7 separate regions of the Mus musculus genome follow, and all the other regions are linked to region 3. The links are chromatin contacts, called in public Hi-C and promoter capture Hi-C maps. All regions are on one chromosome and are shown on one strand. The core of a region is the stretch at or near the end of the contact, and the rest is flanking DNA. Distances in the headings are between cores, read along the strand shown. Region 1 holds the start of Csnk2a2 (casein kinase 2, alpha prime polypeptide). Region 2 holds the start of Gins3 (GINS complex subunit 3 (Psf3 homolog)). Region 3 holds the start of Bbs2 (Bardet-Biedl syndrome 2 (human)). Region 4 holds the start of Cnot1 (CCR4-NOT transcription complex, subunit 1). Region 5 holds the start of Setd6 (SET domain containing 6). Region 6 holds the start of Irx5 (Iroquois homeobox 5). Region 7 holds the start of Got2 (glutamatic-oxaloacetic transaminase 2, mitochondrial).

Region 1 (2,700 bases), core at 86-2,585, 1.4 Mb after region 3:
TGTAGGAGATGCTTATTCTGGGATAGCTGGTTCTTTTGCCCTGTGGGGGGAAAGGTTACATGCCACCGTTGGCCACTCACCTTGAGAATTTTTACAACCACCCTCTCATTGTTGGTGATGTTAATGGCCTCAAATACTTCACTATACTTGCCCCGACCAAGTTTTCGAACCAGTTGGTAATCATCTTGATTACTGTGAAAGGCAAGAGATATACATAAATGCCAGGATTTGGGATTAAGCAAGCCTCTGTCCACCACACATCCATCCGCCATCTCCAACTAATCAAGCATTCGGAAGTATTCCTACCATCACACAGCAACTCATTCTCTTAAATGAGAGCCACACAGAAGCTTGGCTCCCTTCACTCTGCAGAGCTCCTAACCTAACTGACTCTTAACAAGAAGAGGAATGGGCAGCTACAAGGCCTCAGGAGCCATTAAGGGGACTAAGGGAAGCATCCCCCCTGGTGGTACTGGGGTGCCCTGCCCGTGGCTCCACGGCACCTGCCTCCCATTTCACACCTTCCAGGGGGCACTGCCCGCTCTAGACAATCTGCCCCTCTTCAAAATGACCCTCCCACCCAGCCTCATTTCAGAAAGTAAAGAGGTAGAGATTTCAACAGCTCAAGAGGACAGCCATGGACTTCCCAACCCATAGGAAGCCCAAAGTCTGAGGAGGAAGGGCCGCCCCCACCCCCGACCCCACGCTTCTCCCCACCGGCGGCTGAGCCGGGGACCGAGGCAGGGCGGACAGGAGAGGCCGGGGACACGTGCGGCCGGGGCCGGGCCTCCCTGCCAGCCCCGAGGCCGAGCGGCCGGCGGGTGCGGTTCGCGCGTGGGGCGGCCGGCGGCGGCTTTACCCCCAGCTCGGGACGTGGGCTTCGTAGTCCCAGTACTCGCGGCTCCTCAGGCTGTTCACCTCGGCGTAGACCCGGGCCCGACTGCCCGCGGCCGGGCCGGGCATGGCGGGCGGGACCGGGGGGCGCCGCGGGGCGCCGAGGGCGGCGGCGGCGCGGCGCGGGGCGCGGGGCGGCAGGCACGGGAAGCGGCGGGCCGCGGGCTGCCCAAGCAAGAGGAGGAGCGCGGCGGCGGCGGCGGGCGTCCGCGCCAGGCCGGGCCCGCGGGGGCGGGCGGACGGACGGACGCTCGGGCCGGGGGGCGCGGAAGGCGCCGGCCGAGCCGGCCCGGGGCCTTCGGCTGCCGGAGGGACGGCGGGGTTCGTGCTCCGCGGAGGCCTCCGCTCGGCTCGCGGCCCCCCAGAGGCGGTGGTGGCGGCAGCGGCAGCCACCGGTCGGGAGAGGGGCAGCGGCAGCGGCGGCGGCGGCGAAGAGGGAGGAGGAGGAGGCGGAGGAAACCCGGAAAAGGGGCCGCACTCGCCAGGAGCGGCCGCCGCCCAGCCCCGGCCCGCCCCGGCCCACAGCGCCCCCTACAGTGCGGGGGGACTATGGCCGGCGCCCGCCCCCTCAGCGAGCTCGCCACCCTCCAAGCAATGTGGCCGGCTGCCTGCCCAACTGCAGGCCACCCCCCAGAAGTCTCTACCTTTGACTGCCGCCGCGCTTAGCATAGTTCCACTGTCCAGTCACCTCGTGTCCACCCACCACGACCTCCCATATTGGCCCTGAGCTGACTTTCTTTGAAACCCAAGAACCCTCCCCTCAAACTGTCCCCCTTCCTCACTCCTCTTCCCACTCTGGACCCCACCCTGCCATCCACAGATCCCTTCCTTCAAGAGGAAAACCAAACTAGTCCTAAAGCTACCCTCGCCTCCCAATTCCCCATCCAGATTCCTCCCTGAGAGCCCACTGAGCCATCCTTTGGGCCACTTGCTTAAACCAGAGCCCACCAGATAGTTTCCCCATAAAGTTAACTGGGTTTTTCCCCCTTTGTATTGAACCTGTAATTTGTGGATCATACTTTGAGAATGTAAATATCCATTTTGTTTGTTTGTTTGTTTGGGAGGAGGGAGAGCTGGGGAGTGAGGACTTCTTGAACAGTCTTCTCTCTCATTGATGTCCTGGGGTCCCCGGCTATCTTGTTTTCCTGTTCATATTCTTTAACAACAAGGATCTCTTCTTCCAGCCCAGGTTGCTCTGACTCTAAACTCCCCCTCTCCCTCCCCCCCACACACTGTTTTCTAGATGAGGCCACGTTTCCTCTTTCTTCACATACCGAACTATCGAGGTTCAAGTCCCGGTTCCATAGTTTGCAAGGAATGCAGATTTGAACCAATGACTCAACGTCTCCGTGCTACAGATTTTGTAGCATCAACCCAGCACCGACTTCACAGAGCTGTACAGAGACTAAGGACTGCTCCATATTAAAACACTACATGTTCCCGCTGTTGTTAAACTCTACACCTTTCCTTCCCTGAGAATAGCGCATGCCCGTCTTTCAGTTTCTTCTTCTCTCTGAGCTTGGCCACGGGGTACCGCTGCCACCCCACAAATGACTGGCTTTCTTTTTCAAATCTCACCTTAGAGGCCACTTTCTCTGAAGTTGATACTTCTCTCAGCGACTCCTCCATGCCCTTCGTAAAACTACAGCTTGGCATGAGTCCTCTCCTGGTTTGCCATCTGTCCCCTCCCTGTGAAAACAATGTGAAGGCATGACTAGGGCTGGGTGATCACCACCAGGTCACTCAGTGTCTGCCGGGCAGGAGGCCTTCAGTCAACACAGTGCTCTTGGCCCACGGTTACCATGC
Region 2 (2,700 bases), core at 5-2,504, 1.5 Mb after region 3:
CTGGTCTTGTTTCGACCCTGAGATCCTGTTGCCTTGGCTTCCCCAGTCCAGGGATTCTAGGCATGTGCCAGCATGCTTGACATTATTGCAACTTTTTAAAGTAGCTGTCTGGAATAAAATGTCTTAAACTGACTAGAGCAATGGTTGTTAAAAGAAGAGGAATAAAAAGTAAAGAAAGTGGTGTAAATACTTCAAGCATTCATGTGATACAAGTGTTTTTGGCAAGAAAAAGCAAGTGACTATTGCTTAGCATATGTAAAGTTCTAGTCCATATTTAGAAGGCTATTGCTTAAATGTAGTGAATTATGTAAATACATTAACAAATTATTTCATTCAAAACTAAAAAGGAATACAAAAGATGAAAGGCATGCTCGCCCCCTTTCCTGTGTTGCTCACAAACCACTACCTCAGGAATGCCCTCCTACAGTAGGTAAATTCGGTAGCAAATCTCGCAACAATCTGCCTCAACCTGTATTCATGTATGTACCGCCAAATCTAGGACCAAGCAACCAAGCAACCGTGGTCTTTCCTTTGTTCTCAGGTACTCTACCTGTGATCGCATTTGATATAGGAGCTCCCGCTTGCAGAGTGGCTGTGAAAAGACTAGGAAACTGGTCTAGTTTCCTCTTTCAGGAACCCAAACTGATCACCACACGAGGACTTTGCCAGTTGACAGTAGAGCAAGGCCCTGAACTTCAGATCTTCCAGCCATATATAAATCTACCACTCCATCTAGACTCCCACCCCACCTGAACCTACACCCGGCCAAAATACTACAAATAATTTGTAACTTAGCACACAGTTAAACATTTGGACTAGTGCTTGCGTTTTAGTTTCTTCTGTTGTTTTCAAAGACAATAATTAACCTACCAGTGAAAATGCAATAAAAGCGGGATTAATGAGGGCTGGAATACATAGTGTAAAATGATATTACTTGAATCCCCAAAGATGTTTTTAAATTCTATGTGTGTATTTAAAGGCTGCATGAACACAGTTCCGTTAGTACAGACACATGCTGTCCCTTCAATGATGTTCAAGCTTCATATACCTTCCCCAGCCTAGTCTACAAGCTGCAGGAGGACTTCCGGCCGACTCATCCAGGGCTTCCGCATTGGGCGGGGACACTGGACCCAATCTGTGACCTTATTGATTGCTTTTGCCTGAGCGGCCGCAGGCTCGCCGAAATCGACTGCTCGGGTCTGGCGAGTGCGGCGCGGGAAAGCGAGTTTGAAGCCGGCCCTAGTTCGCTGAGGTGGCGCGCCCTCCTCATCCCTGACTGTGCTGCGAGCTGCCATGTCCGAGGCGTATTTCCCAGTGGAGTCGGGCGCTCTGGGGCCGGAGGAGAACTTCCTGTCTTTGGACGACATCCTGATGTCGCAGGAGAAGCTGCCGGTGCGGGTCGAGACGCCCATGCCGCGCCTGGGAGCCTTCTTCCTGGAGCGGGGCGCGGGCTCCGAGCCGGACCATCCGCTCCCTCAGGTGAGGCGAGCCCGGCCGGGGCAGAGGTTTCCAAGATCTGGAGGCGGTGGGAGTCCTCGGGGGTCCCGGGAAGCTGCACAGCACTCGGAGGACTCTCCCGCCACCGATCTTAGTCTTCAAACTTTCCAAAGTCATTGGCTTTGGCTCCAGCCCATCATCTCAGGGTCTCTTGGTTCTATTCATGGTTTCCATAAAACTTATTTGAAGTTTCGAAGTCTGGGAACTGCAGATTGTCATGCGCACTCGGCACAATTATGACAGTGTCTGCAGCCTGTTTCCGAGGACCGACTGTCCATCAGGGGATGGGAGTCTGTGATGGGGGGATAAATTGTCATCTTCTCGCTTAGGCAATTCTACAAAGAGTGAGTACCTCAGCCAGGGTTCCACAGTAAGTCCGTGCTGGCTTAACCAAGGCAGTCCTCGGTAAAAGGTTGCTCATAACAATTTTCAGTGTCGCACTGAAAAATGGCAACTGCAGCTTCCCGTATTAAGCCTTTTGCCCTCCCATAAACCTAACAAAAGCTGGGTTAACAAAGCCAGGGTCCTCCAGTAAATGGTGAACTGGGATTCGAACCTTGGACTCTATGGCTTCAAGTACGAGTTTGTCCCAAGAGCGTAACTTGCAATGGTTACTTTCATTTCCCGTTAGGTCCTTTAAGTTTTGTTTGGAAGGGTATCAATTTTGTCTCTGTCTATTTCTAGGTACTTTTTCTCAAAGTAAAACACCACATTTTTACTTTTTCAACAACAGAAAGGCTCATTTTTGCTCCCTGGGCTGCTTCTCAACCTCACAGTCCTTTGTAAGTCGACTCTTCAGAGTCGACCGCCATGTTTTTGAAGAATATTCCAGGACTGGGGGTGAATCCTGGAGCGTTTCACATGCCAGGCAAGCATGCTACCACAGAGTTCTACCCCAAATGTCAACTTATTGGCTCCCCATTGTCATAGAGAAAGATTTAGGAGTCTTTTGTTTTTGTTTTTTTAATGTTTTTGAGACAGAGTTTCTCTGTGTAGCCTTGGCTGACATAAACTGGCTCTGTATACCAAGCTGGCCTCAGACTCAGCAATCCTTTTGCCTCTGCCTCCCTGATGCTGGGATTAAAGGTGTGTGTCACCACTGTATGGCTAGGATTTAGTTGAGCTCTTACACTCTACTGAACAAGATATCCTGCCGAGTTTGGGTCTTTTTTTCTTTTTCTTTTTTCCTTTTCTTTTTCTTTC
Region 3 (2,700 bases), core at 160-2,659:
CAGCCTTTTTAATATTACTATTTGAATATTCGTGTGTGTGTGTGTGTGTGTGTGTGTGTGTGTGGGTATGTGTGTGTGTCCAGGCTCTATAGCACATGTGAAGGTCAGATGACAACAACTTACAAGAGTCAGATCTCTCTCCATGTTGTGTGTCCCTAGGACAGAACTCAGGTCATCAAACTTAGCAGTGCATGCCTTTATCCAAGTGACAATTGGACAAAGAACTCCCTTCTTCTAAAATTTTAATTTTGAGACAGGGTCTTCCTATGTTGCCCAGGCTAGCTTTGAACTTATGATCCCAATCTCTTGAACAGATAAAATAACAAATGTGTAGCACTACCTCAGGACTGGTAGCGCCTCTTAACTAGTAGCATCACATACCAAGACGAATGTTCAGCATTTTACTTCACCATACCAGTTTATGAAATCATAACCCATTTAAACGAATCCTTATGTTCCTGCTACGGAACCCTAGAAGTAGCATATAAGGTAACATACAACACACATGGCAGTGTCTTGAAAACTCCTTACACAAATGCAATTGTGTACCTGGCATACCTGCTGAGTCTAACAACAAGAATTCAATCTCACTTTCACAATTTCTTTTGTTTGCAAACTGGGTCTAAATCTGAATTTTTTTTTTATCTGTGACCCTGACACCCCTTTCTCAGTATGTGGCTCATAATAACCATTTAATGAACACTTAGGTTATGGGGATAAGATCTGAATGTACGTGATCAAGGACCAAAACTACAATCTGAATTTAACATTGGGTTGTTGTCCCCACCCCACCCGCTTCCTCCACTGTAAAGAGGCAAATATGGAAGAGAATCCTGGAGGCAAGCAGAGGCCCTGGGCATGAATCTGGAGTCAGCAATCGCTGCTACTCCTGGACAAGCGCTCCTTTTTCTTGAGACTTCTTTTCCCTAGGTTCCTGATCTGTCCTCAATACTGTTCAACACTGAGAACCTGGTGATAAAAAACGTCACTGCTACAAAGCTGTTCTTTGAAATCCCACTTTGATGGGACTGGAGCCAAGGACAGCGGCGACCGGTTGCCAGGCAATGCGGGCAGGGGGCGGGGCAGCGTGAGGGGCGGGATCTGGAGGAGGCAGGAGTCCGGGTGGGAGCGGTTACCTTGCCCGCTTGGGTGGCGGCAGCCAAGCACGGGTGAGTCCCGTCGTAGCGCCCTATGGCCACCATGCGGGGGCTGATTTTGTGGCGCAGTTTCAGAGTGAACACAGGCAGCAGCATGATGGCGCCAGCTAGGGGCGGAAGACAGATGCCCGACGCAGGCGCAAGGCAAGCAGCTTGGCCGGCCGGTTGCCTAGCAGCGGATGAGGAGTAGGAGGTAAATACACGCAGGACTGCGGAACGCCACAGGCCCGGCGCCGGAAGCGCAGACTAGAGCGCGATCGGTGTCGCCAACTCTCTCTACGCCTGCGCGGACCCTCCCAGCGGCAGAGCTACGCAAGTCCCAACTAGCTCCTGCGACTGCGCAGTGGCGTCGTGCCTGGTTGGCCTGCGTTCTTTGTCTGTCCTCGGACTGCGGCTGTAAATTAGTGTTAGATGAAGCCTTACCTTGGCGTCTGGGATGGCGGTGTCTAAGCCAGTACCTCCCCAGGATTCTCTGTAGCGTGTCAGCCAAGCTGCACCCCGTACACGCCACACACTATGTCACCCTTTCATTCGTTCAAGAACTAAGGCTTTACGGGGCGGATAGTTAAGTGGGTGAAGACACTTGATACCAACCCTGATGACCCGAGTTGGAAGCAGAAAACCAGCTCCAAGGACATGCACACGCACGATTAAAAAAACAAAACAAAACTAACGTTAAAGTGCTTAGTGTATCCCTTGCTTTAGCTGTTATGCCCAGGCAAACGTCAATAGTAACCCGAAAATAATAATCCCCTCAAGATAAAAGTAAAGAGTATAGTTTATTTAAATAGTTTAGGTGGTAAATATAAAGCAGTAGAGAACGATGCAAAGTTGAGGGACATGGGAAGGGAAAGAGTACTTCTCTCCCAAGTCCAGTTAAGGCGCTCCACCAGCTGAGTCAAGATTTTCAGGACAATTAGCATTTGTACAAAGTTGCTCAGCTAGAGACAACATGCCCTTTATATGAAAAGACTTTCAACTAAGAATGTTGAAAAAGCACTGAATCCTGCTTAAGTACTAAACGGACATGGCCTTTCTCCTTTGCCAGCTGTAAATCTGTAATTTGCTAGGGACCTCACAAGAAACCCTACTTAAATAAATGATGTGACTTAACTCTTTACATCCTTGTGACAAGTCGGTTCATCTTAGCAAATTGCAAACTCTACTCAAAGCACCGGTGAAGTCACCTTATAAACGTATTCATCAAAAAGAAGGGAAAGAAAGAAGAGTAAATGTGCGGGGGGGGGGGGGGGGGGGGGGGGGGGGGGGGGAGTAGAAGAAAGGAACTAGCAGGTGAGAAGGATCAGCCAGCCATAGTATGCATGAAAATGTCATAAAAGACCTGCTACTTTGTAAGCTAATTTTCAAAGTAAAACAAAAGAGAGAAAGAAGATGGGAGTGGGGTGGAATTCCTAACAGCCCATTGAGATATAACTAGAGCTACTAAGCAGTCTATGTAGCTGATAAGATACTAAGTGAGTCGTTCCCTCTTGAAACCCACATCCAAGCTTTTGGCTATGTATTATTCTATCCCTTAGCACCT
Region 4 (2,700 bases), core at 176-2,675, 1.7 Mb after region 3:
AATAAGCAGTACACCCACTCAATTATTGGCTGATTGTTGTTGGGTTCCCCCCCCTCTCCATTGTAATCACAAGGGACCGAACTGCAACAAAACCGGAAAACTCAAGTACTGTTACTCGGTTTTGAATAGAGAGGAAAAAGAAGTATATAGGCCCCAAAGAAACTCGACATCTGGGGCTAGAGCTCACTGATACAAGGCCTGCCTGGATTAAATGTCCACGGAAGGTGGGACTGTAATATTTGTCGAGGTGACTTCTGGGGAACGTTTACCTCTCATGAAGCTTAATTTTCCATACAACACTTTGAAAAGCACTTCTTTTCAAAACCTACAAAGCACTCCTCCTGCAAGTAATGTCTGTGAGCACAGGTGGGTGAGCTCCCTCCCGGACCTGGTGGCATGGCCAAATGTGTTTGCTTATTAGCCTTAGGCTTAACCTAAGATCTCTCCAAGATCTGCACCAAATCAAGACCCACAAGCATTCTGCTCACTGGTGGGCATCTGCCGGTAGTTGCCGGTTGGAGGGTTGGGGGCGTTGGGACAGGCAGAACCAACACTACCAACCGCACAGGGACCTAGGTGACTTAAGTTGGGGGGCTATCGACTTGTTAGAAAGTGCGAGCGCCGGGGCGCGCGAGTGGAACAAAAAACCTGTAGCGAGAAGGGTAACACGGAAGTGCTCACTCCCGCCCGCCCGCCCCTCCCACCGCCAAGCAGCCAAAAGCGAGGGGCTTGACAACGTGCTGGGGGGCGCAGGAGGGGAGGGAGTCCCCGGAAAGCGCTACGAATCGGCAGCAACTCCAAACCCGCCCCCTGGCCCGCCCGCCCAGCGAGGAACCTAGGTAGGCCGCGGGCGCCCGCGCCCATAGCCCCCCATCCGGGAGCCCGGGAGGAAAGGGACAGTTGAGGAGCTCGTGCGCTCCGAGGAGGCTGCAGCCCTGCGCGCGCGGCGAGCCGAGGCCCTGGGATCCGAACTGCCACCTCCGCCGCCGCCATCCTCGAAGCCTCCAGGCAAGGCCTCCAGGCCGAGCCGCTCCGGAGCTGCTCACCCGCGCCCGGGCGCTCCGAATCCAGGAACGTGAGCCCCCGGTCTCCCTTCTCCAAGAGAGCAAAGCCGCCGCGAGCGGGCCGAGTCCGTCCCCTCCCGCCTTGGCTCCACGTCTCCGGCTCGCCTGCCCGAGTCCCGACGCCCCGGGAAAAGGCTTCCAGGGTCCCCAGTCCACCCCACCCCCGGTACCGCTCCCACCCGGACCCGCGTCCCGAGCTTGACACTCCCAGCCTCCGCCACCTCCAACCGCAGCCCCAGCCCGCCTCACCTCAGTCGGCTCCCGCAGCGCTGGACACAGGAAACTCCTGGGTCCTCGACTCCGGCTCTCCTCGACCCCCCTCTTCGGTTAACTCCGCTTGTTTTCTCGACAAAATGGCGCCCGAGGTCGCGCGCTCACGTCGCGGCCTTTCCCCTCCCAGTTCCCATTTCACCATTCGCTGCCCGCTTTGGCGGAGGGATGGCCCTAGCGCCCAGCCAATGGCCGCGCGCTGACCGCAACGGCGGTCCAATCGCCGATGGGTACCCGCGGATTTAAACCAATCACACACTAATCACTCGCAGAAGTCGAGGAAGAAACCAGGCTCCTGCTAGCAACCACCAATCCAGACTCCTAGTTTGCGGGGCTCAGGCCAATTGCCGCTCATCAGCCCTGGGACTGGGTCCGAGTCTGGGCGCCTGCGCACCCGGGTGTAAGCCAATGGTTAGACGTTGGGAACTTCGATTTGGGACTCGAAGACATAAGCCTTCGAGGTGTTCGACCTATGGGGACTGGCTGGTCATTGCCTCCGGGAAACAAAAAAATACGGAAGGGAGCTCGTTAATGCATTGCCACCCTGCGCACAAACTACTCTAACTTAGAGACAGGGTGATGCTCGTCTACTTTCCTTCGTCTTTCGAAATGTCACGGTCCGAGAGGCTGTGCGGGTTCCCAGCGGAAGCATTGTCCACCCCTCGGATCTCTTTAGCAAGGAGCACCAGTCATCAGAAGGCGTCAGACGCGGGGCAAAGTTGAGGTCCTTTGCATCCTGGGTTATGTAGTCGCACGCCCCGCCTATTCCTGTCGCAAAAGTAACGTGGTCTCTTCCATCACTGTCTGCGCCCTAGAGCAGCAATGCATGCTGGAGAATGTAGTCTCCCAGATGCCCACCTAATCCTGGCTCTTTTAAAGTTTGTTTTCCATTTGTCTTTTGAAGCAGGGACGCTTTGCAGAGATATAGAAACAGAAGTTCTCCTCCTGCTCTTGGCTATTCTCAAGGATGCCAATGCCTTTTGCTTCTTGGATAAAAGGCTACGTTATCCACTGTGTCCTCCTATCTTTTAGACTTTTTGTTTGAGTTTTGAAACAAGGTCTCTTTCAGTTAACCCAACTGTAGTCCAGGCTGGCCTGAAACATACTAAGAAGCATAAATTGACCTTGAGCTCCTTGCAATCTTCCAAAATACTGAGATGATAATAGACGTAACCTCTCATACCAGTACTATTTGAACTTTAAAGAGATGTGTTAAAGACTTTTATTACTTATTTTACGTGTACAGGCGTTTGCTTGCATGTAAATCTATGCACCATGCATGTACAATGTCCTCAGAGGTCAGAAGAGGATGCCCGTCCCTCTGGAAGTGAACGGTTGTGAGCCACTGGGTGGGTCCTCTGGAAAA
Region 5 (2,700 bases), core at 195-2,694, 1.6 Mb after region 3:
TCCATTTATCTGTGGCACATGCCGCCCCTTTCTGTAACTGTAAGCCATTTCTAGACTGCTCTGGAGTCCAGTGGAGTGTTTCCTATCCCCGGTTCAGTTCACTCACGTGCTTCCGTGAATACTGAATGTGACTGTTTAGAGGTGGTAGAACTAATCCCTTACTGTAGATAGCACTCCAAGTATTGGACATCTTTTTGCTGTGTTCTTAAGATATCTATAAATACCTATACATTATATATATATATATATGTATGTATATCAGGTCCTCCTTCCTGTATGTGGTTTCCCATTGGTAGTTGTCTTCTCTTTGGTCAAGATGAACTTTTAATGGAGTTCATTATTTTCCTCTCTGTACAAAGTTAAGAGCCTAATTTTGTGTATTCTGTTTGGTGGCTGATAAAGAGACTTTGAGATTACAAAATGCAAAACAAAAATCCTTGATATAGAAAGTTAACTGTGCAGAAAAACTAATAAAGAAATTAAGTCTACGTGTGTCGTGTTTCCTATCACAGGGAAGGCTCAACTGTTTAGGCTGCCTGGCTGCCCCAGGGCGCTGATAGTTGGAGGATAGTGCCTGTTAGACACATTTGGTTGGGGGAGGGTTGAGCAATCTTTCTGTAGCCCAGGCTGGTCTTGAATACTCAGCAATCCTACTTCAGCGTCATGGGTGTTAGAATTATGTAGGCCACCCTGCTTAATTTTTTTTTTCCTCTTAGGGTGATAAGAGATTGAACCAGGGTGTTTATACATGATGGTCAAGGTTCTACCAAGCGGCTATATACTCTGACTGAGATATAATTTTACCAGTCCTGATACTAACTCTATTTCACAGCTGAGCAGAAAGTTTAGCCAGCAAGAAAGACCGCTTCAAAGCAAGGGCACAACACTATTTGCTTGGTTTTAGTTGTTTTGGGACATGGTGTCACTCTGTTGTCTGGCTTGCCAGAAACTCCCAGTAAACCACAAACCCCCCTCAACCTTCCAGGTACTGAAACTAAACTACTGAATTCTCCATGTTACCGTTTGTGCTATCATTCATTCACCTTATATTACTTCCAGCGTCTCTCTCTGTCTCTCTCTGTCTTCTCTCTCTGTCTCTCTCTTCTCTCTCTTTTCTCTTCTCTCTCCTCTCTGTCTCTGTCTCTCGTCTGTCTGTCTGTCTCGTGCGTATGTGTGTGTGTAATGTGGAAACCCTTAAGGCCACTTCAAACCCAGGTGTAAACGGACTAATCAATCAGTCAGTGAAATGATGGTTAATCACTAACCATCAGTCGGTCACTACGGCATACTAGCCCAGCCTCCACAGAGGAAGAAACTGTTTTGTCCCTGCACGCCGCTCTCCGGGACACGGCCAGAACTAGGGTGGAGGCCGGTGCGCACGCGCACGCGCGATTCCTAAACCGGAGCGGTTTAGTAGAAACGCCCAGCTCCGCCCCGGAAGCGCAGTGAGGACCCGGCTGCTCGCAGCATGGCGGCCCCCGCCAAGCGCGCGCGGGTAAGTGGCGGGTCGCCCCTCGTCGCGCCCTGTCCCTCCCCGAGAGCTGCCCGCGCGCCCCTGCCGCTCCCTGCGGGGTCCAGCGGCGGCGAGCCCGAGGGCGACGCGGTGGCCGGCTTCCTGCGCTGGTGCAGGCGAGTGGGGCTGGAGCTGAGTCCTAAGGTGACGGTGAGCCGGCAGGGCACGGTGGCCGGCTATGGCATGGTGGCGCGGGAGAGCGTGCGGGCCGGGGAGCTCCTTTTCGCAGTGCCGCGGTCCGCGCTTCTGTCCCCCCACACCTGTTCCATCAGCGGCCTGCTGGAGCGAGGTGGGTAAGGAAGGGGCAGGGGGACCAGCTCGGAGGCTGGCAAGGGAGTGGCGCTTGGACGTTCACCTGGTGTCTTCCCTAGAGCGAGGCGCGCTGCAGAGCCTGTCTGGGTGGGTGCCGCTGCTGCTGGCGCTGCTCCACGAGCTCCAGGCCCCAGCATCACCCTGGAGCCCTTACTTCGCGCTCTGGCCAGAGCTGGGGCGTTTGGAGCATCCCATGTTTTGGTGAGAGCCGAGGGAAGGGCCGGGAAGAACCTGTTGCAGTTTCTTTGCTCTGGGACTGGGCACCTGCTGCATGAGAAGGCTGCGAAGGGCTCCGGGTGGGCTGTCCTTGCAGGCCGGAGGAAGAGCGGTTGCGACTCCTAAAGGGTACAGGTGTCCCCGAAGCCGTGGAGAAGGATTTGGTGAACATCCGTAGCGAATACTATTCCATCGTCCTGCCCTTCATGGAGGCTCACTCGGATCTCTTCAGCCCCTCTGTTCGCTCCCTGGAACTCTATCAGCAGCTCGTGGCCCTCGTGATGGCTTATAGGTCAGTGATTAAAGCCTAGAGGAGCAGACCCTCATCTTTGAGAGGGAAGGTGGGAAAGAACAGTGAACTCCAGGTCCCTCACCCGAGACTGGGCCTTAGCTGAGTTCTCTCTGCGGCAGCTTTCAAGAACCGCTGGAGGAAGATGATGATGAAAAGGAGCCCAACTCACCCTTGATGGTGCCTGCTGCAGACATACTAAACCACATAGCCAATCATAATGCCAATCTAGAGTACTCGGCAGTGAGTGGACCCCTATCCCTGGTCAGGTGGTGTGCATTACAAATCAAATCACTGGGCTCCAGTTTCCTACTAATCGTGAAAATGCGGTGAGACTAGCTACTCTCCGGTGTACTTTTGATATCAACTG
Region 6 (2,700 bases), core at 88-2,587, 1.7 Mb before region 3:
ATCATTACAGGAAACTTTGTGTATTGTTACGCTCCAGCCTGCGCGTGGCTGGGTTGTGAAAGGCCACAAAATGCTTGATGTGTGGTGTGTGCACTCTGCCGCCGGCGGTCCTGGTTTACCAGCGCCCCTGTCTGTCCCAAAGCTTCAGTGCGTTTGTAATTTGCGGCGGCGGGAGGTGGAGACCAGGGACTAGGGTCTGTTTTGCCTTCTCACTGTGTGGCCGTGGGGGGTTTGGGGAGGGGGTGTTCCGAGAACTCTGCCTGGGACTCTGTGGTGTGTGTTTGCCGGGCCAGCGCCTCGCTGAACAAACAGCGGTTGGGTTGGACACTGTTCACTGCCCAGTGTTTGCAGTGGAACTGGGGCGGGGGCGAGCGAGGGTGGAAGGCGACTTAGTGGAACAAAAGGGGCGAGACCCCACACCCTCCGGCTCCACAGACCTGACGGGGCAAGCTGCTCGTGGCTAGACATGAGAAGCAGGCATCGCTACTTGGGATGGCAAGGGGCCGGGGGCGTCTGGGGGACCGACTCGGGTAGAACAGCTTCTCCGTCGGGCACTTCTTGCCCACTGCCTTCCTCGTTCCAGAGAAAAGTCACACCCCCAGCCAGAGACCCCAGAGTCTCCTCTCTAGCCTCTTCTCGTCGTCTGCCAGGGATGGGTGGAAGGAAGGGCTAGCGGGGCCCCTTCTACTTAGGCCTGGCTCTTGCCCACCTGCTGCAGTTGCTGGCGCAGAAAGGCGGTCATCTCGGCCTCGCTGTGCCCTGAGCGCCGGCATCCATCGACTCTCCCTGGGATCTGAATTCCAGGTCTCCAGCTCAACCTAGAGACCTCCGGCAGGAGGGAGAAGCCACTGTGGAGCGTGGAGGGAGAAAAACCACCTCCCAGCCCAGCTCTCGGGAGAACAAGACGTCCGCCAACTTCGCTATTCGCACTGGCGAGGAGGGCGCAGAGCGTTCTCCCGAGCGCAGCCCGCTGCATCTTTCCCTTTGTGTTCCCGAACGGCCCGAGCCAAGACTAAGGCCAGTTGTACGTCGAGATTGCCGCTCCGCCCAGAGTTAGCAAAAGGAGAGCAAAGTTGGAAGCGATCGGCGCGCTTGGGATGTGATTGTCATCCTGGGGCCGGCGCTCGAGAGTCTGAGAAAGAGAGAAGGAGAGGAAGAGTCGGGAGGGAGGAGGGGGAGGCCGGGCAGAGGAGGAGAGGGGGGTGGCGGAGGAGAGGCGGGCGCTAGGGAGGGGCGAGGGGAGCGCCAGTGAGCGGGAGAGGAGCCGGGGAGGAACAGGGAGAGGGCGAGACGCGCCTGGCGGCCGGGTTGGCTGCCGCCGGCCAGAGGCTCCTGCCAGTCCCCCCACCGACTACACCCCGGGAAGGAGGAGCTTCGCGCGCACACAAGGCGTCAGAATCCTCAATTTCCAACTTAGCATCTTGGCAGGACCTTTGCAAAGCCAAAAGCAGAGCCCCCCGGTGCAAAGAGCGAGGGAGGGGGGTGGGGGGAGAGAAAGCCTAGCCCGGGCAAGCGGGGCGCGCAGAGGAGCGGGCGCGGCGGTCGCAGCCAGAGGCGCGCGGGAAGCCAACCAGGAGGCGCCGCGGGCCGGAGCCCGGGAGCCGGGGCTCGAAGAGCTGCGGCCCGGGGCAGCCAGAAGCCAGGTGCCCTCTCGCTCGCCCTCGCAGGGCGCCGCCCGGCTCGTTGGCCGCCGCGGCGCGGCGCGCCCCATGCCCGTGTGTGGCCATGTCCTACCCGCAGGGCTACTTGTACCAGCCGTCCGCCTCGCTGGCGCTCTACTCGTGCCCCGCATACAGCACCAGCGTCATTTCGGGGCCCCGCACGGATGAGCTCGGCCGCTCTTCTTCGGGCTCCGCGTTCTCGCCCTACGCTGGCTCCACTGCCTTCACGGCTCCCTCGCCCGGCTACAACTCGCACCTCCAGTACGGCGCCGACCCCGCGGCTGCGGCCGCCGCTGCCTTCTCTTACGTGGTGAGTGTGAGCTGGGTCCGAGGCGGGCGGGCGGGCGGGCGAGCGAGCGGGCAGCCGGGGCCAGGCCTGCAGAGCCCGGTTGCGGTGGACACGGGCCTAGGCGCCACCTCACCCGCCAAGCTTCGCGGCCCTTGCAAACTTGAGCAATTGTCTAATTCAGCTTCACTCGAGCCGCGGGCTCCGGAGTGGCTCTGGCGAAAGCCGCGTCTTGCTGGGATCGCCGAGCTGAAGGGAAGGCTTTGGGGCGCGGGGAGGGGGGGGGATTGATTGGTCTTTACTATAAAGAACGGCATTTGGCTCAAAGCTCTGGGACAACCCGCAAATTTCTTCTTCTTCTTCCTCCTCTTTCTTTTGGTTTTGCCATGTTGGAAAAAGTAGTTCAAAAGAAGCCGACCGGAATTCCAAACAGTAGTAGTGTGCTAAATCTATGTAAATGTGTTTGGCCTCGCCTTTAATTAATCCCCAAAATGTTGCAAATCCGTAATCCTATCTTCGCAATCCGATTTGGAAGTATTAAATTTCTGAAACGGCCAGCGAGATGCGGTGTATCCGGGTTTTTACGGCGGGGTGTGATTTCTGGAAAAGCGCAACGGCTTCGGTTAGGGATAGCATTTTTAGACCGTCGGTGTGCAAGCTAAGGCTCAGCTTGTCTATCGCATTTCTTTGAAGATTAAAGAAAGAGCCTTTCCTTCCCTTGTTGTACCCCTTGCGCCCAACATGCGGCCGCTC
Region 7 (2,700 bases), core at 173-2,672, 1.8 Mb after region 3:
TTTGTTCTCCAAATTGCAGCATAAATAACTCTCCCCCGTTTCTCCTCCCCTTCAGGTGGGTAGGCGTAAAAGGGCACCCATTGGCATGGAGCCAAAAAAACGGGCTCTGGGAAGGACAGACTGTTCTACTACCTTGAAGATGCTTGAACACATTCAAAGGGAAGAAGGCAAGCATAAAAAGTTACGTAGGCTTCGCTCCCAGTTAGTATGTGCCCCGGGGAGGTGTCTGCCGTACTCCAGGAGACTGTCTCAAATCTGCTCTTCTGAGGCCCAAGGAAGAATCAGGAGTTACTAGTTCCCGTTTAGGCCTGGCACTTTCAGTACACCTTAGTTTAAGATGACTCATTTGTCTTTTTTTAAAAAAGGAAGTCAGTCCTCTTGTCTTGCTCACAGCTGCATCACCAGCAACTGGTCCAGTGCCTGGCTCGGAGAAACTGGGTTACGAAATATTTTAAGGAGCAAAGAGCCGACTGAAATGCAGGGAAAGATTGATGGCTTCCAGTCAACAGAATCTCCCAAGGGTTTAAAACAAAGAAAGTACATTACACTTCAACCCTTTTCCATCCAAAGGCCAGGCTGGTCTGTCAGGGGATAGGGGATCATCAGGCACTACTGTGGTGACACTGAAGGATGCACTACGCCAAGGTCATGGATGCACACCGGATCTGGACGCCCCCAGAACCTCCTTGCATGTGGTCACATTTCCCCCCGTCACGCACGCTGCTTCTACACAGCACTGGCAGATTTAACCCTCTGGACCCCGACAGCTGGACCTGTTGTCCCGCAGGGCAGCTGGTCAAGGACATGCGCGCCCCCCTGCACCACAGCCAATCAGCGACAGGCAGCTCCGGCACCATAGCCAATCGGCTAGAGGATGGCCCAGCGCCACCGCCCACGTGCTCACCCCTTGCCCCGCACCCCACTGTGCTGAGTCCACATCTGGGACCCCCCATCACCCGCTAGAATGGGATTCTGGGTGCAGTCGAGAACCACAATTCCCACCTCGGGGGCTACGCTGGCCCTCTGTCCGGAGATACAGGGGAGGGATGAGGGGTCCTGGGGTCACCCCGGGGCGCAGACACTGGACTCTAAGACTCGGGACAGTCAACCCTTGGGGACACACGAGGTGCGCACGTGTGTCCGATCGCGGGGTGGGGTGCAGGTTTCACAGGGTCCACAGTTCGGCTGGGCAGGGGCAGGCCCGCGGTGCCGCTGCATCTCTGTATCCCTCGGCTCACCTGGCTCTGGCAGAGGCTGCAGCAGCTAGGCCTGGGTGAAAGGCAGCAGCCATCCCGGAGAGGATGCGGCTGGAGTGCAGGAGGGCCATGGTGGGCGGTAAGACGGCAGTGGATGGTGGTAGAGCCGAGATCTGGGGAAGCGTCCGCTGGAACCGAGGCGCGGGCTCCTAAAAGGTGAGGACAGTGACTTCCCTGGGCGTGGCTAGAGCGGCCCTGCGCCTGGAGCGAATCATGTCGCAGCGGCCCCTTGCGGTCGGGGGTAGAACGACGACGCCTCCACGGAGGTCATGGAAACTCGCAAGGGCACTGCTAATCGCTGCCTATAAATCCTGTGAAGCTTGTATGTGAGGATGCGCAGTCCACAGTGCTCAGCGCTCTGCTTCCAGTTAATCATCCGCTACGCTAGAGGCAGCTGCCTAGCGTGCCAGTTTGAAAGAAGGAAAAAAATGTAAACTGACCCGAGGAAGTATTTTTTTTTTTTCCTAATGCTCCAGTGTGGTTTTCCTTTCAACCCACTAGTTTCCCCAAGTGCAAGTCTCTCAAGGTTCAGAATGCTTTCATGTCCCTGTTAGAGGACAACAGGCATATTTTGTGGGGCAGTTGTGAGTATTAACTTGTGAGATTAGCAGATTATGCCCTAAAAAAAAAAAAAAAAAAAAAAAAAAAAAAAAAAAAAAAGCCTGATTAGTCAATACAAAATTACCCAGGACCAACGACAAACTTTTGCACATCAAGTCTTCATAATTATGTTTGGAAGAAATGAATAAGCTTTTAAAGGCTGGGAGAATGAATTTGAGACAAGTCCACAAGTTGACCGAATTCACTCTGAACATGGGCCATTATTTCCCAGGGATGCCTTGCAGAAATCTGTATAGATTGCCAGTCTAATTTCTCCGGCCACTTCAGTTGTCTGTGTGATTGTTATCAAATCTGGGGGCCACAGCATGTGCTGCAAACCAGGCCCAGGTCACTGGTCCTCAAACAAAGTAAAATAGTGAAAAGCAGAAAAAGATTTACTTGCTGGGTGGTGGTGGTGCATGCCTTTAATCCCAGCACTTGGGAGGCAGAGGTAGGTGGATTTCAGAGTTCGAGGCCAGCCTGGTCTACACAGAGAAACCCTGTCTCGAAATTTTTTTTTTTTTTTTTTACTCAATGTGGCCACACTAGGAAGTTGGACAGAAAGATCCAGTTTTCCTTCGGGGTTCAAATGAGAGATTCCAACGTAAACAGATTCCCAGTCAGCTTGTGTTCCTGCCTGCCATTAACCCATCCTATAAGGTGATGGATCTGATAAGTTGCTAGAACTGTATAGACTCTCTGGGAGAAAGGTTGCCTCTCTGGCTGGGGCCTTTTCTTATTTCAGTATGAGATTCCTAGAGATATTGCCATTTCTTTGGGTTCCATTGTTTCAGTAGTCAAATTGATAGACACAGTGCCTCTTTAGGATATCTTCATTTCTTCC

The links. Promoter capture Hi-C pulls out the DNA fragments that hold promoters and counts their contacts. Hi-C and Micro-C count contacts between places; a contact is called where the count stands out from the background.
Region 1: a contact with region 3 is called in a promoter capture Hi-C map of pre-B cells, with 5 times the contacts expected there. The contact joins the promoter of Csnk2a2 here to the promoter of Bbs2 in region 3. A contact is called at or near these places in 2 of 39 promoter capture datasets (neutrophils and pre-B cells), 2 of 484 Hi-C or Micro-C datasets (CD4 T cells and CD8 T cells) and 2 of 9 other capture datasets (adipose tissue and liver).
Region 2: a contact with region 3 is called in a promoter capture Hi-C map of pre-B cells, with 4 times the contacts expected there. The contact joins the promoter of Gins3 here to the promoter of Bbs2 in region 3. A contact is called at or near these places in 3 of 39 promoter capture datasets (the C10 cell line, liver and pre-B cells), 1 of 484 Hi-C or Micro-C datasets (CD4 T cells) and 1 of 9 other capture datasets (liver).
Region 4: a promoter capture Hi-C map of pre-B cells shows a contact between it and region 3, with 5 times the contacts expected there. The contact joins the promoter of Cnot1 here to the promoter of Bbs2 in region 3. A contact is called at or near these places in 7 of 39 promoter capture datasets (hematopoietic stem and progenitor cells, hippocampal neurons, liver and 3 more), 2 of 484 Hi-C or Micro-C datasets (CD4 T cells and CD8 T cells) and 2 of 9 other capture datasets (adipose tissue and liver).
Region 5: a promoter capture Hi-C map of pre-B cells shows a contact between it and region 3, with 4 times the contacts expected there. The contact joins the promoter of Setd6 here to the promoter of Bbs2 in region 3. A contact is called at or near these places in 1 of 39 promoter capture datasets (pre-B cells) and 1 of 9 other capture datasets (liver).
Region 6: a promoter capture Hi-C map of pre-B cells shows a contact between it and region 3, with 2.5 times the contacts expected there. The contact joins the promoter of Irx5 here to the promoter of Bbs2 in region 3. A contact is called at or near these places in 1 of 39 promoter capture datasets (pre-B cells) and 1 of 115 datasets of contacts at active chromatin or transcription factors (pancreatic cancer cells).
Region 7: a Hi-C map of CD8 T cells shows a contact between it and region 3, with 5 times the contacts expected there. The contact joins the promoter of Got2 here to the promoter of Bbs2 in region 3. A contact is called at or near these places in 1 of 39 promoter capture datasets (pre-B cells) and 1 of 484 Hi-C or Micro-C datasets (CD8 T cells).

Annotation. Positions count from the first base shown.
Region 1 is chr8:95,487,485-95,490,184 of GRCm38.p6, forward strand. It overlaps Csnk2a2 (casein kinase 2, alpha prime polypeptide), which reads right to left and starts at 1,336. Exons shown (of 12, transcript NM_009974.3): 1 at 860-1,336; 2 at 81-192. The coding sequence starts at 963.
Region 2 is chr8:95,632,305-95,635,004 of GRCm38.p6, forward strand. Gins3 (GINS complex subunit 3 (Psf3 homolog)) reads left to right here and starts at 1,255. Exons shown (of 3, transcript NM_030198.3): 1 at 1,255-1,479. The coding sequence starts at 1,294.
Region 3 is chr8:94,097,100-94,099,799 of GRCm38.p6, forward strand. It overlaps Bbs2 (Bardet-Biedl syndrome 2 (human)), which reads right to left and starts at 1,410. Exons shown (of 17, transcript NM_026116.3): 1 at 1,137-1,410. The coding sequence starts at 1,253. It overlaps Gm39226 (a long non-coding RNA gene), which reads left to right and starts at 2,443. Exons shown (of 2, transcript XR_879106.1): 1 at 2,443-2,700.
Region 4 is chr8:95,806,020-95,808,719 of GRCm38.p6, forward strand. Cnot1 (CCR4-NOT transcription complex, subunit 1) reads right to left here and starts at 1,426. Exons shown (of 49, transcript NM_001372353.1): 1 at 1,314-1,426. It overlaps 4930513N10Rik (RIKEN cDNA 4930513N10 gene), which reads left to right and starts at 811. Exons shown (of 4, transcript NR_015574.3): 1 at 811-2,700.
Region 5 is chr8:95,714,469-95,717,168 of GRCm38.p6, forward strand. Setd6 (SET domain containing 6) reads left to right here and starts at 1,445. Exons shown (of 7, transcript NM_001035123.4): 1 at 1,445-1,802; 2 at 1,885-2,026; 3 at 2,139-2,333; 4 at 2,453-2,573. The coding sequence starts at 1,469. Ndrg4 (N-myc downstream regulated gene 4) reads left to right here. Exons shown (of 17, transcript NM_001372423.1): 17 at 1-488.
Region 6 is chr8:92,356,459-92,359,158 of GRCm38.p6, forward strand. It overlaps Irx5 (Iroquois homeobox 5), which reads left to right and starts at 1,338. Exons shown (of 3, transcript NM_018826.2): 1 at 1,338-1,971. The coding sequence starts at 1,726.
Region 7 is chr8:95,886,979-95,889,678 of GRCm38.p6, forward strand. It overlaps Got2 (glutamatic-oxaloacetic transaminase 2, mitochondrial), which reads right to left and starts at 1,423. Exons shown (of 10, transcript NM_010325.3): 1 at 1,239-1,423. The coding sequence starts at 1,327.